Regions from separate parts of the Sus scrofa genome. Here region 1 is linked to region 2. The links are chromatin contacts, called in public Hi-C maps. All regions are on one chromosome and are shown on one strand. Each heading gives the region's core, a stretch centred on a gene start, on an enhancer-like site or on the middle of the called end of the contact. The rest is flanking DNA. Distances are from core to core; before and after follow the strand shown. Region 1 holds the start of LOC106504776 (collagen alpha-1(I) chain-like). Region 2 holds the start of C8H4orf36.

Region 1 (2,700 bases), core at 166-2,665, 280 kb before region 2:
TGGGAATTAAACCCCAGAGGAGGACTGAGAGATTGCGGGGTAATGAGAGTGACATTGCCCCATCGTGCTACTGCAGATCTGCTCTGTGCGTGCTTAGGGAAGGGCTCCCGGAGTCTGTTTCTAATTTCTGTAAATGATTGTGGACATGGTGTGGTTAGAGGCCGCCCAGAAGAATGTGTATATGTAAGGGCTCGGAGAAGAGGGGGTGGGGGGGTGGGGAAGAGGGCAGGCAGAGACACTGCCTGATGCAAGCTCTTTCATTGCTTTTTTTCTGCGTGCTGGAGTTAACCACCCCTCGCCTTCGCTCATTACACAATACTGTAGCTCGGAAAGCTGAAGTTTGGTAAAGGCAAAAAAGTTTTCACTAAAGTTTCATTTCTCCCCGTCGTCTCTGTATTGGAGAAAGGGAGCGGGAACAGATATTACCACTAAAATATTACGTTTTCATTGGCCGTACACGTTTGATCGACACCTCCACACGCTTCCAGCTAATCTCTTCCACAGCCTTGTGTCATTTTCGTTTAATTGCATCTTAGAAATAAACGCGGTGACTTCATTGGGAACTGCCTGGAGCCGAGTTTACCTCTCAGAAAATGGGGCAATCGGGTTTGTTTTCAAGGCGGGGACCTAAACAAAATGTAGGACACCTGATCTGTGGGTCGAAGGGCGCAGGTAACTAGTTAGACATTTTAAAATTGAGCTTTCCAGAGTTTACTAAAGGATGGGAGGGGGGATAGAATTAGAAGTCCTTGTTTTATGAAACAGGCTTTGGTATTTTCCCAACGTCTTGGTTACTGGGTTGGCAGGGTCAGCGTGAAAACATGCTTTATGCTCATTGGCTGCTTGCATTGGTGCTAGGCTACAAATTATTTCTTCTGTTAATATCATTAGGAGTATTATTTATTAAGTTCATGCATGTGTTGATTCAGTAAATTCCTACAGAGGCAAATCATCTGCTTTGTGGCCCAATCCTAATTTCATTATACTTTTTTCAGAATAACTTTGTGTTCTAACTTTGATGTTCTAGAGGCTTTGTGGGAGTATGTGGGGGAGAGATGGTAGGATGGAAACTAGAATTAAAAATAGAAAAATAACTAGGATTAGTTATTAAGAAAAGGAACTAATCTGTAGTGTCTTTCACTTTTGTAAGTGTTTTTTTTTTTTTACAGTATTATGTAAATTTGTCTTTGAATTTACATTTTTCCCACCAAAACTTTTACTTGCTTGTAAAGCCTGCTTACTTTTTGGGGAGTGATTACCAACGTCTAAAAATATTTGTAAACAGCTTCAACTTTTCATGTCACAAGTAACATATGTATACAAACCCTTAAAACCATGGCAGTCTAAAGCATGGATTTTGATACTCTGATGAGGTCAAAAGTTGTAAAACTTACTTTGTGTTTTTCTGGAGGCATGCCTCCTATGCAGGAAGTAAACAGACTTGCTTAATCAGTTGTTTTTGGTAGATAATAGGTATCAATCTTGAAATGAGTATTTTTTAATTATTAAAAAACGGTCTAATCTTTGCCTTATTGTACTTTTAATAGGTTAAGGAGTGGATGAGAGGCCTTGCAGCTTCTCCTCTATCAGTTGAGGTTTTTGGTTTTGGTTTTGGTTTTGGTTTTTTTTTTTTTTTGGCTGCACCCACCTGAGGCATATGGGAGTTCCTGGGCCAGGGAACTCATCTGAGCCAGCAGCTGTGACCTGCACCACAGCTGTGGCAATGATGGATGCTTCTTAACCCGCTGTGCCAGGTCGGGATCGCATCCGTGCTGCTAAAGAGACCATGCCGGATTCTTAACATGCTGTACCACAGCAGGAACTCCAAGCATGTCTTTTTCTAGCTCATCTTATTGTCCAGCCCAAACGTATAGAGAAGGGGACTCCTGGGGACAAGCCCTGCTTCTGCTTCCTCTTTTTTTTTTGACAGGAGTTGGTAATTTTTAAATAATCTACAAGACTTCTCTGTGGTATAATAAATTGTGATTAATACCAGTTGAAATAGAAAGGAAATGCTACCATGCTCCAAGCCAGTGCATTTAAGAGATATTCCTGTTGAAGTTCCCATTGTGGCTCAGTGGAAACAAATCTAACTGGCATCCATGAGGACGCAGGTTCAATCCCTGGCCTCGTTCAGTGAGTTAGGGATCCAGCGTTGTTGCCGTGAGCTGTGACGAAGGTCACAGATGTGGCTCGGATCTGGTGTTGCTGTGGCTACAGCTCCGATTCAACCCCTAGCCTGGGAACCTCCACATGCCACAGGTGTGGCCCTAAAAAGACACACACACGCAGAGGTATTCCTGTCAACATGGTCCTGTTTTGGAATATGCTTTGGGAGAAGTCTGTGCCGTGAATTAGTACAGTGAGTTTTCTGCTGTCAGGCCTCTGATGTAACCAGGTGTGACTCATTTGAGTGTATGTCCCTTTAAAATGTCAGGCACCTGAAAAAGGAGAAGGCTGCTGGGTCTCAGGATAGAAGGATTAGCACTGATGGGAAGGGTCAGGGTCTGTTGCTCTGAATTTCCCTTTTTTTCCTCTGAGAACTTTCCTTAATTTGAAAATTAAGATGGGTTGAACGAGCCAATGGATTGAAAAAGCTTTGAATGAGTAAATTCATATAGAGCATTCCATGGTCTACGTTAAAGTTAGATGGTCACTGTAAATAGGTCACATCAAAACCGTGGTCCGTAAACTCTTCCG
Region 2 (2,700 bases), core at 50-2,549:
TACACAGGTGCCTGGTGTAATGACTCAGATTTTCGGTTGACTTTGCTTGAAATGATTGCCATGCACCTAATTAATGTTAAAATATTCATTTGGATACTTTTACTAGTCAAATAATCAAAATATTCAGAAAAAAATTCTGAACGTCCCTAATTAATGTTTATGAACTGAACTCCTACTGCAGCACCGTCTTTCGTGTTCCATGATGCCATTTTACCGTTTCTCGCCATGTAAGGAGAAAACGTCAGGTGAACAGCATCGGCATTCCGGCCCGGATTTTGTCATTGCCTACACTTGCCTAACTGGCTCAAACACCTCATCACCAAATCGTGTCTGGCGATGTGGCAACAAACAGGTCTGGGGGCACAGGAACTTTCCGTCTTCCGCTGGAGCCCTTTAAAGAATGCAAACCTTTCCACGTTTTCCCTTTTTCAAACTTCTGAACTTAAAAAGTGGCCCACTTTAAGCACCACACCCACTATGCACAAAGATTCCGGGAGCAACTGGCTCTGGAGATCAAGATGGAGATGGGGGGCAGGGAGCGAGAGGGGGGAGGAGAGGGGGCGAGAAGGGGGAGAGGGGAGGGGGAGGGGGCGAGAGGGGGGAGGGGAAGGGAAAGGGGGAGGGGAAGGGAAAGGGGAGGGGAGAAGAAGGGAGGGGGAGGGGGGAAGAAGGGAGGGGGAGGGGGAAAAGGGGAACCCTCCCAGCGCGCCGTCCCGCCAGAGCCCCGCTCCTCCTCCCATCGGCCCCACACGCGGGGCGAAGACGCCCGTTCCGCGCAGGCTTTGCGAGACGGGTGCGGGAGAGGACGCCGGCGCCCCATTACCGGCGCTCGGGGGTCGGGGAGGGACGCGGTCCCCCGCGGGTCGAGGGCCGCGCGCGCGCGCGCCCATCTAGGGGCGCATGTCCGCGCACGCGCCGCGAGCCCCCGCCTCCTTCCCGCTCGCGCGCGCGCGCGGAGCTGCGGGCGCCCCTGCGTCACGCCCCGGCCTCAATAAAGGCCTTTGTGGGGCCGGCCCCGCCCGCGAGGGCCCCGGGGTGCGGAGCCGGGGACGCGCGCCCGCGGGGCCCCACAGCCGAGGGTCGGCTTGTGGTTTGACGGAGCAAACCCGCCGCGAGGCCTTTCCCTGAAAACGCTTCCGAACCCCAGGGGGGTTGTGTGAAGCGACTCGGGGACGGGGTTTGGGGCGCCACTTACAGACACGCGCGGGCTCCGCCGTGGGGCGTCTCCGCGCGCCGCGGGGCGGGAGGGGACGCGGTGCCTGTGCCCGCGCGCCCGGGTGCGTCAAGGCCCTTTTAAACGCCAGGCCTCGGAACACGTGGTACGTGTTAAGCACATCATAGGATCAGAAAGCGTGGCCTGCTGCGCTCGCTTCTGAAGTCGTTGTGCGGTGGGGATTCAGGATGAGTCAATATTTTCATGCGTCAGATGGTCACCAGGTAACGTCAAATGAAAATAGTCCTCTTCCATCTTGCGTGAGGGTTTTGGAGCCACGACGGGTTTGGCATTCTAGTTCTGCCGCTTGCTAACTTGCAGGTCTTGCCTACGTAAGTTCTCTAAGCCTCAATTCCTCACCTAGAAAACAAGTATCATATCCTGTATATTACAGGATTGTTGTGAGGAGCGAAGATTGGGGCTCTAAGGTCTCTGCGGCAGAGGAAGAGCCTAGTCACAGCATCATTGAACAGGGAGGGATCACTTATTATTCCAAAATTACTTATTATTCCACCTGTAGAGAGGAGGAATGGACTAAGCTTTTAAGTTCATAAGCTTTTAGTTCATTTTAAGGTCCTTGACGACCGCACAGGGTCAAACAGCTTGTGAGCTGCAGGGCCAACTTTTGAATCTAAACACAGTACCCCTTCCACCCTGACAAGCTCCCTCTGATATTGGCTCCCAACTAATTAGAACAGGCTCCCAGAGTTAAGCCACCTGCAGCCAGTACGTTTGTGCTTCCCAGAAATTACAAGGTTGCTCTTTCACTGGGTTCCAGTACCGATGGAAAAGGAGCAGCCGGAAGTGAAAGGGGGTGTTCGTATTTTAACACATTGGTGGATTAACACATTCATGGATTTTGAGATCTCCATAGTAGATTTTGACTTGAATTTTTAAAGTAAATTAGTATCCTGGTGGGGGAGGGGAGATGCGTCTACTACATGCCCATAAGTGTTGTCAGTATTGTCCTGTGGAACCCACTCATGCCCGTGTGTATGTGCGGTTTCAAAATAAAATATAGTTCTCAGAGGGGACCTAAACGTTTGCAAGCCACTGTCTAGGATCATTTCATTTTAGTGACAAGGAAGCCAAGACTAAGCTGTTAGCTGAGGTCACACACGATGGGACAGAGATGGGCCACCTTGGAGTTGAAGTGGCTGTGGTTTCCTGGCCTGTTTTCTTTCTATAGGCAGAGAAATTAAGGCACAGGGAGGGGATGTGGTGGGTCCAGGGTCCCTCTGAGAGAAAGGAGTCTGTGAGTTCTCCACATGGGAACTTATTTTCTATGCGTCTCCCTTTGAACAAATATGGTGGAAGGCAGAGCATAACGTCTGAAACGAGGTCATAAAAAGCATTGTGGCTTCCTCCTGAGGTCTCTCTTGGATCACGAACCCTGGAAGAGGTCAGCTGCCATGTTGGGAGGACACTCAAGCCAGCTTATGGAGAAAATCCCACGCAGAGGAATCGAGGCCTCTAACGGGTGGAGC

What was found. Hi-C and Micro-C count contacts between places; a contact is called where the count stands out from the background.
Region 1: a Hi-C map of embryonic fibroblasts shows a contact between it and region 2, with 3 times the contacts expected there. The contact joins the promoter of LOC106504776 here to the promoter of C8H4orf36 in region 2. A contact is called at or near these places in 1 of 5 promoter capture datasets (fetal skeletal muscle), 5 of 47 Hi-C or Micro-C datasets (embryonic fibroblasts, fetal heart ventricle, heart right ventricle and 2 more) and 1 of 2 datasets of contacts at active chromatin or transcription factors (skeletal muscle).

Annotation. Positions count from the first base shown.
Region 1 is chr8:132,245,995-132,248,694 of Sscrofa11.1, reverse strand. It overlaps LOC106504776 (collagen alpha-1(I) chain-like), which reads right to left and starts at 1,415. Exons shown (of 5, transcript XM_021100555.1): 1 at 1,395-1,415. The coding sequence starts at 1,415.
Region 2 is chr8:131,967,970-131,970,669 of Sscrofa11.1, reverse strand. It overlaps C8H4orf36, which reads right to left and starts at 1,299. Exons shown (of 10, transcript XM_013979046.2): 1 at 1,196-1,299; 2 at 1-66.